Linked DNA regions of Pan troglodytes: region 2 is linked to region 1. The links are chromatin contacts, called in public HiChIP or PLAC-seq maps. All regions are on one chromosome and are shown on one strand. The core of a region is the stretch at or near the end of the contact, and the rest is flanking DNA. Distances in the headings are between cores, read along the strand shown.

What was found. HiChIP or PLAC-seq counts read pairs in DNA pulled down with a chosen protein or histone mark.
Region 2: a contact with region 1 is called in an H3K4me3 HiChIP or PLAC-seq map of stem cell-derived excitatory neurons, with 3 times the contacts expected there. The contact joins the promoter of MTMR11 here to the promoter of VPS45 in region 1. A contact is called at or near these places in 1 of 7 Hi-C or Micro-C datasets (induced pluripotent stem cells) and 1 of 1 datasets of contacts at active chromatin or transcription factors (stem cell-derived excitatory neurons).

The regions. Positions count from the first base shown.
Region 1 is chr1:99,152,136-99,156,849 of NHGRI_mPanTro3-v2.0_pri, reverse strand. VPS45 (vacuolar protein sorting 45 homolog) reads left to right here and starts at 1,890. Exons shown (of 14, transcript XR_010158454.1): 1 at 1,890-2,901; 2 at 3,581-3,715. LOC129137599 (a long non-coding RNA gene) reads right to left here and starts at 1,992. Exons shown (of 3, transcript XR_008540296.2): 1 at 1,909-1,992.
Region 2 is chr1:99,282,886-99,287,599 of NHGRI_mPanTro3-v2.0_pri, reverse strand. It overlaps MTMR11 (myotubularin related protein 11), which reads right to left and starts at 2,080. Exons shown (of 17, transcript XM_054670302.2): 1 at 1,783-2,080; 2 at 1,351-1,426; 3 at 779-900; 4 at 494-554; 5 at 183-325. The coding sequence starts at 1,848. OTUD7B (OTU deubiquitinase 7B) reads right to left here. Exons shown (of 12, transcript XM_016926178.4): 12 at 2,955-4,714.

The DNA.
Region 1 (4,714 bases), core at 641-3,140:
ACAAGCCTAAATAAAATGTACAAATGTAAATAGTGCTTTTTTTTTTTGGAGACAGGTCTCACTCTGTCACCCAGGCTGCAGTGCAGTGGCACACTGTAACCTCAACCTCCTGGGCTCAGGTGATCCTCCCATCTCAGCCTCCCAAGTAGCTGGGACTGGAGGTGCTGGCCACCATGCCCAGCTAATTTTTTGTATTTTTTTGTACAGACAGGGTTTCATCATATTGTCTAAGCTGGTCTTGAACTTCTGGACTCAAACGATTGGCCTCGCCTTGGCCTTCCAAAGTGTTGGGATTACAGGAGTAAGCCACGTGCCTGACCAATACTGCATTTTTTGACTTCCTGTTTTCTATCCTTAAAGCACTGATTTCTTGGACCCAGTGAAAACAAATTTTTCAAGTTGAAGATTTTAAGTTAATGTAGTCATTCATATTTGAAGGATGTCATGATTTATTTTTTAAATTTAATGTCTTTACTATTGAAAATATTTCTTGTTATTATAGTTTATTTATACCCTAAATTAAAAATAAGTAGGCACTTCATATTCTGGATTTGCTGTCACTTGCCTGCAACAAAACAAGTAACTCTGGGTTTATACTGGATGAGTCACAAAGCAAGAGCTTGGATTTTATCATTGGTTTCAGTTCTATTTTTAGAGGTATGGGGATACAAAAGAAGTTCTTAATTTGGAGACATTTAAAATGGCTTGTGTGGTTTTCTTCAGGAAGGAAGGATGCTGTCTAACTTCAGGACCGTCACAGCACCCTTTAAATATGTAATAATTATTTTGTTCAAAATGTTTATGTTCCATATCTTATCGCTCAATGTATAAAATATCACTGCCACTGACATCAATGAAATTTTATGTGAAACGGAATGAGTTAGTAAGTGTCAAGTAGGTATTTTCCTCGTCCCTCAAAAAGTTATGTGCCCAAGTATAAATCATCAAAAGGATAAAGATTCTTTCCATCTATTGCTTACAGACTGACTATTGTTTAAAAAGGCACGAATTTCACAGACAAGTCTTTATCTCCTTCTTTCTTAAAAAAGCACAGAAAATGGGGAAAAAATCTTCTATACTGCAATCTAAATTACAGGTAAGAAAAATAAAAACCAAGTGACATGGGAGATTGGCAGTGAATTTTCAAATATCAGTAATTTACAGGATTTACAGGATTTTCATTAGCGTTGTTTCCATGTTTTCTGTAAGATACGAACATTTAAATTGATAAGAATGGAATGTTCATATAACATTTCTTGTATCCATTTAAAGATTCACATTTTCACTTTAATATATAACTTAAGACTTTTCTTTCAAAACACATCTAAAAATTAGTAAAATGCCTAAAGGGAAGCTTTATTTACTTGGTAGAAAAGCTGAAAGAAAAAAAAATATATTCTTCACAATTTCAGAGGTGACAAAAATCTCTTATATTTCAGTAGTTTCTGATCTCCCTTAAGGGATTTGAGAATTATATATAATATTGCATAATCTTAAGCTGATTAATGTTAAAGTGCTATTGGTCTATTTTAACTGTGTACTTCTTACAATATAATGAAAGAATTTATTTGGTAATCCTGAATCTATTGACCTCACAAACACTGGTCATTATTTTGGTGGAAATATTCATAAGCATTTTTAGTTACTGATTTCTAACAATTGTTTCTTATTATCTTCCTGATTTTACAATTCCCCAAAGTAAAGGTGCGAAAAACAAACATCTACCCTCCTTTTCGACAAATGCCATGATAGAGGGGAGACCTGTGTGGTGTAAAGACAAATGCAGACATTTGGAAGTTGATGGTTTTAAGATTCAATAAAAACTTGAGAGTTTTGGCTTCAAATCCCCACGCTAGTTTTAGTTCTACCGGATACGTGTCCCCTACCCATTTCAAAGGACCCAGTCACCTCGGCTCTTGCCTGAGTTTCAGAGTCCCGCCGGAGTTAGAGCTGGCAGAGTCCAATTGCTCAGAGCGCCGAGGCGGGGGCGGGTCAGGGGGACGCTTGCAGGTCCGGTGGTCCCGCGGGCTGCGAGCCCCCACGGCCGACCCTAGCTGCAGACCCTCCTGGAGAACCTCAGGCCTTTCCCCTAGAAACATCCCTAAAAGGCGTTCCCTTTGTTCATTCATTCAACAAATATTTGTTCAATCTCATATGCCCCTCTGTCTTGGGAAAACCAATTAGGGCCTCTGCAGCCTCAATACAGGGGCACTGTTCCCGCCTATTAATGACGCAATGAACCCGGGAAGACGAATCTCGACCACTGTTTCGCAAATACCGCGTGTGATTTATTAAATGCCGTCTCTCCGAGTCCCAAGCGGCCGGGAGCATTATGCCACCTCCCGTGCCCTCATCTCTCACTGCCATGCAAGAAAGCGTTAATGGCAAATAGGGCACGTAGCCACACTCCGTCGTTCCTGCTTCCAAGCAAACCTTGTGCCAGGTTCCTCATTTCGCGAGGCTCCACTCTCTTGGGCTTCAGGCTGCCGCTGGGCCTCCAGCACCAAAGTGCAATAGGGGTCTGAGAGTCCGGGCCTCAGGCATCTTCAGGCCGCAGGTGGGTGGAGAATAGCGCCCGCGCGTGGCAGCGGCCCAGGCCGTCTCAGCCGGATTTTTCCATCCCCGGGGTAGGCTTGGTCCCCTGTACACTCCAGCGGAACTACAACTCCCAGCACCGTGGCTGCCCGGACTCCCGGAAGCCGAATCCCGGCTGGGAGGAAGCAGCTGAGACCCGGCCAACAGACTGGGGGTTAATTTAGCCAGAAAAGGGGGCGGGAAGGGCTGTAGGGTACTTGTCAATTCGCCGCCATGAACGTGGTTTTTGCTGTGAAGCAGTACATTTCCAAAATGATAGAGGACAGCGGGCCTGGTATGAAAGTACTTCTCATGGATAAAGAAACGGTGAGTTTGCTTTTGCTCAGCATTTGTGAAGGAACCCTCTCAACCTTACAATTGCTGGTCCCATTCCACTGTAGGACTTAGCATTTAATTAAAGATACGAAAATGAGGGTCGGTTTGTGTGGAATTGAAAAGTTGTTTATATAAAGCTTGCCCGGTGGGTTTTCAGTCTACATGGCTCCAGCCACTGCCCAGAGACTACTTCTACCCGGAACAATTTATTGGAATCAGAAATCCTTTTCTAAATGTCTCCGCCAAGAAATCATTAATATGTCAGAGCACTTGGAAGACTTTGGGATGGGCCTACTGTTTCCACTCAACATTGTGTTTTTAAAGTAAAGCTGTTGGAGCTCAAGCTGAAATGACAGATTATTTGTTGGCCACAGACCAGAAAACAAAACTCTTTAAGGTGATAGAAAAAAATATTTTTGGAAACTTATGGATTGTTCCTGTTCAAAGAGACCATGTTTTTTGTTTTTAATCTTGAAGCTTCAGCTGAAAGGATAGAGCGTATTTTTCATTCTCGTATGTTACCTACCTGTTTGGATGTTCAGTAAATGTTTTCCGTATATTACTATTTAAGTTATCCAGCTAAGTATTAATGAAAAAAGAGGGTTAGATGTGCTACTTGTTTTTATTATTCTAGACTAGCATACTTTTAGTTAATCTTTTGTTTTTACAGACTGGCATAGTGAGTATGGTATACACACAATCGGAGATTCTACAGAAGGAAGTGTACCTCTTTGAACGCATTGATTCTCAAAATCGAGAGATCATGAAACACCTGAAGGCAATTTGTTTTCTTCGACCTACAAAGGTACTGCATAAACTGAGCTTCCATCTGCCCAGGCAGATGCAGAACACTCTGATCTGAAAGCATTAAGAAGGCAAAATAAATTTGTATTATCATAATTTGTGGCATCATAATTATCCTGGTTCATCAGTGTTATAACCTTCATTTTTCTTGTTTTGTTTCCATATTTCAGTTGACCCCTTACAGCCAGTTCTTCCTTCAAGATGTTTTTTAGGTTCACAGCCATTCCCATTGCCACTAATGAACTACTCTTAACGGAGACCCACATTACTTTATTCCTGGATTAACCTCCGTATCTGTCACATTGAACACCATCAACACTTAATTTTATATACAGCTATGAGTGTCTTGAATCTTTGCCACTTTATTCACATTTATGCTCAGGAACCTGTGGTGGCTTGATGTTACTTCCATGATTAAATCTATATTTAGCCCAGCAATTAAAGCCCTACTTTGTTGGTTTGATCTGCCCATGTGTATCCAGCCTTCCTATGTCCTAGGTCTGCTTCTCCTCTATAGCCAGCTAGGCTACTGTTGGAATGAGCAATTCTACATGCTCATTCCTGTTCCTTGTTTGTTTGTTTTTTTCTTCCACTGATTAAAAGTTATTTGGCCATTTGTCACTTTTTATCCATCATCTTCTAAATCTAGCTTGAGTCTCTCCTTTAAAAAGCCTTTCCTATTTTAATCTTATTTGTTACACTTTTTTTTTTTTTTTTTTTTGAGATGGAGTCTCGCTCTGTCGCCCAGGCTGGAGTGCAGTGGCGCAATCTCGGCTCACTGCAAGCTCCGCCTCCCGGGTTCACGCCATTCTCCTGCCTCAGCCTCCCGAGTAGCTGGGACTACAGGTGCCCGCCACCACGCCCGGCTAATTCTTTTGTATTTTTAGTAGAGACAGGGTTTCACTGTGTTAGCCAGGATGGTCTCGATCTCCTGACCTCATGATCCGCCCGCCTTGGCCTCCCAAAGTGCTGGGATTACAGGCGTGAGCCACCGTGCCCG
Region 2 (4,714 bases), core at 831-3,330, 130 kb before region 1:
CTAGAGTGCAGGCTCTATACTCTCATCACGCAATCATTTATCCCAGCCTTTTAGCCTTTCCTTGAGAGAAGCAGGGGGAATGATGAGAGGATCCCAGGGGCTGGAGGAGTCTCAGAAATTGTCAGGGAGAGGATCCCAAGGTTCTGAGGTGAGGAGAAAGCCTCAGGTTAGGGGCCTCTTACCTGAAAAGCCTGAGGCTCTAGGCCTCCAGCCTCAAAACCAACTCTGAGCAGCCGGAAGTCTCGGCCATGAATCAGAATCTCCTCAGGGATAAATTTATGCAGGGACCCTGGACGGAGGAGCTGGACTCGGGACAAGCCGCTCACTGAAGTCAAGAGGTACAGAACAGTGTAACCATGGACTAGAGTCTCTCCAGAAGGGACTCTTGCAGCCCATCCCACTCCATCCCTGCTGTTTTCTGAGAACAGAGGAAGGATGAGGAGGGAGTTCCAACAACCCCAGTGAACCCCTTCACCAACCCCCCCCAACTTACCAGCCTCTAATCGTCCAATGTTGACCAGGGCAAAATCGTATTCACTGTTCAAGGGAGTGTCCTAGACGAAGCATGTGACTGGGTAGACATCTGAAATCGCCCTCATTTTCCTACCCTGGCAGCCCCAACCCCTTCTAGGGGGCAACAACCCTAGAGAGAGTTCCCACTGATTATCAATGATACATTCAAAAGACAGCCCTTAACCCATAATGTTTGTCTAAATCCTGCTAGACTCCCCTACCCATTTCCCACTAGCTGTCATTTCTGTGGCCCCAACCATCTCACCTGATTCCACTGCCATCCACAGGGCTGGAAGGTGACCCTAAAGTTGGTACAGATCAGGGTTCCAGACAATTCTGGTTCCAGGCCCTTCCTCACCCCTGGGGCCCATGCTAGGATCTGCTCCCCTAAAGGGGAAGAAGGGAAGCCCTGTTATGACTGTTCCCAGTGTTGCCCACACTTGGATACACCCACCCCTCCAAGAAAGGGAGATCTAAATAGGGAAGATTAAAATCCTCCCCAAAGCCCACTACAATGTAAGCTTATGAGGAAAGATAAATGTTTTTTAATTTCTGTAACTAGAACAGAGCCTAGAACAAGGCCTGGCACATAGCAGGCACTAACTATGTATTGAATAAGTAAATTTGAAAAGGGGTAACAGGGTCAAGGAAACAGAAGGAATGTCAAGGTCCAGCTCTCAGCCAGCTCTAGAGGCTGTCAGGGAGGACAGCGAGCCTCAGGCAGAAGTACTTCGAGCCACGAGAGGAACACAGGGGTATCTTTGGTGAGGGCATGAAACAAGATTGGCGTAGGATGAAATTTGGAAGAGTCTTTGGAGAGTAATAGGGCATTATTACCTGGGAGGCATCTGGAGGCCAGGCAACTGCTAGGCTGACGACTCCTGGGCTCCGGCATCCTGTTTTCCTGGACAGACTTTGGTCCAGAGAGTTGAGGGGGGTCTAGAGTTAACCCCTAGGCTCCCCACCTCCCCAAAGGCAGCTGCCTGTAGAGGCCTACACTCTCACTCTCGGGGGAAACTGAGATCAGTGTCTGTGGGGAGCTCCAGACCTACCAGGGCTGGTAGACAGTAAAGGGAGGGGCTGGTTAATGGATAATGAGACAACGAACTTGAGACTGAGAAAGACAGACCAGGCTCCATCAGCAGAAGCTGATAGACAGACACACCCTCCTCCTCCTCCTCCTCTAGAGCCTTTGCTTCCCCCTTTTATCTCCACCTCATCCCCGTTCTCACCCTCTTGCCGACACCCCCCCAAATTCCTTCTCCTTACCCCCATCTCTGGCTCCTCCTTCTGGGGGGCAATGTTGAAACTCTGGCCCCGGCCCCCCCACCACATTTCTCTGGCTCCATCCGGGGACACAGCAGTTAAGGGTGGGAAACCTCAAGGATGCTCACCCACCTCGGGGAGAGGCTGAGTCTTCTTGAGAAGAGGGGTGTTAGGGAGAGGGGTAGGGGGTTGGACCCAAGAGAAAGGAGCATTTGACGTGCACGGAGCAGAGTTTGGGGGTCCTTGGAAAGGTGTGTCCAGCCCAGCCTGAGAAGTCTCCTCGGAAACTTCAGTCGACTCTGGAGAGGGCGGGAGAGATGCCCAGCCCCTTAAAGGAGAATACACACAATTCTGGAAAAGTGGAGAGGAAACGGTGGAGTCTGAGACGGACGGGTGGGGAAGAAATGGGGACTGAGAGAAAAACGACTCCCTTCTTTACCCCAATCCCAGACCCTGTTCTCTTCCTGTTCATGAGTACTGGAGACCGTTTGAGGGGAGCAGTTCTATTGATTATGAAGCTGGAATCATCTGGGCTACCTCTCTGGAGTGTCTCAGTGATGACTTCCCTTAAAAGCTCCGTTCTTTTGTCTTCTCAAAGGGGTTTGGGGCGGGGAGAGGGGTAGGAATGTGAAAGTGGTTCAAGCCTCCTTGCCGCCTCTTCCAGAAGAAAATGAAAATTAGACCTGGGGGGATTTTTGTCAGCAGAGGCCCAAGAATTAGGTGAGGAAGCAGGGAAACTGGTTAAAGTGGTTTTGCATATCTTTCTCTAGAGGGCATGACACAGACATCATGTGAAGACTGCAGTGGAGAAGTATAAAAAGAGATGGAAATGTGTCCAAGATGCAGACATAAGTACGGTTTGTGTGCAAGTCTTGGGGATGTGGGTGGGACAAAAAGATCTTACCAGTTAATCTTGCCCATCACGTAGATACACAACCAATAGGCAATAAGTGCCCATTCCCGTATGTGACTCCACCCCTCCAACCCAGACACCAGATCTCCAAATGAATGATTCATGTTCAGGACTTTCACAGGTGAGGGCTGGAAACCTCTCTTCAGCTCAGCAGTCCATCCCCCGTCCCTCCCATCTGCAACCCTAGAAGCAAAGATGGGTAAGGAAAGCTGGGAACAAGGAGAGAAGGAGCTGCAGCTCCTTTAAAGGAGGGGGACTTGGGGACAGCAAAGCAAAAATCTTTATTTAGACATGAAAAAGACAGAAAATAAAATACAAAATAAGAGTTAATGAGCTGCTGTTTTATTGCTTTTGAATCTACAGAGGCAGCAATCCTTAGATGGGGGCCCCAGTTTTCCAAAGTGACACTCAATTTTCCCCTCCCCCCAGTACACCACCCTTCTGGCCTCAGCTTTCAGTTTCCTGTCTTGGCTGCAACTGTGGAAATAGTGAAGATATTGTGAGACAGAAAGTCAGTCTGGAACAAAGAGGTATACACCTGCTAAGAAGGTGGCCCAGAAGCCTGATTCTAGAAGTCCTAAAGGCTACAGAGCACCACCACCCCACCTGCCCCTAATGCATTCCATGGGCCTCAACCTCTTGGGGGAAGAAAATATTTCCCAAGGTCTGTTGTAAAAAGAAAATAGGGACCAGGCGCAGTGGCTCACGCCTGTAATCCCAAGCATTTTGGAAGGCCAAGGCAGGCAGATTAGTTGAGGTCAGGAGTTCAGGACCACCTGGCCAACATGATGAAGCCCCATCTCTACTGAAAATACAAAGATTAGCCAGGCGTGGTGGCTCACACCTATAATCCCAGCTACTTGGGAGGCTGAGGCAGGAGAATCGCTTGAACCCAGGAAACAGAGGTTGCAGTGAGCCAAGATCTAATGACTACGCTCCAGCCTGGGCAACAGAGCAAGACTCCATCGCAAAAAAAAAAAAAAAAAAAAAAAAAGCATAGGAAGGTGTACCATAACTTTTAAATCCCATTATCCACTTTCCTTCTCACCACCATCCTTCATTCAAGAGCCTCATTCTATTCTTTAGCACTTTGAGGTGTGGAGACAGTGGAGGAACACGGAAAAAAAAAATCGGGGGGTAGGGGTGTGGTGGCTCATGCCTGTAATCCCAGCACTTTGGAAGGCTGAGGTGGGTGGATCACCTGAGGTTAGGAATTCAAGACCAGCCTGGCCAACATGGTGAAACCCCCGACTCTACTAAAAAAAAAACAAAAACAAAACAAAAATTAGCCAGGCATGGTGGTAGGCTCCTGTAATCCCAGCTACTCGGGAGCCTGAGGCAGGAGAATCGCTTGAGCCTGAGGCAGGAGAATCGCTTGAACCCAGGAGACGAAGGTTGCAGTGAGCTGGGATCGCGCCATTGCACTCCATCCTGGGCGACAAGAGCGAAACTCTGTCTCCAAAAAAAAAAAAAAAAAAAGCGGGGTGGGGGGAAATCAGGAGGAGAAAAGAATTGGGCGATTTGGATCAATACTTAACCAGGAATGGAGTGGGCAGGAGCTGAGGGTTAAGGCTGCCTCTCACCACCCCACACACCCCCAGTAGAAGTACTAGATGAAGGGAAGGGTGGAGAGGCAAGGGGCTATATCAGATTTTTCCATTTTCAGAATCCTGGTCTGGCTGCAGGTTTGTGCCAGGAGTAAAGGCTGCTGGGAGGGGCAGCTGGAGGAGGGAGGTGGAGCTGAGTGACTCACAAGATGAGTCACAGATCCAGTTATAAGCACAGAAAGAGGCCAAGGTCCTTCCCACCCCTACTCCTCTTAACTGCTGCCAGCCAGCTTCCGTTGCTCTTTTGTACTGCCCCTTACCCACTTGGCCAATGCAGGAGATGGCACAGACAAAGTCTACATGGGGACATCGTAATATTTTGTTACCCAACCGATGTATGGGGGCAAAATACCCTGTGATTTGCAGACTGGCTGTCTGCAAAGTAGAAGAGACAGAATGCCTGCATGACTCATCC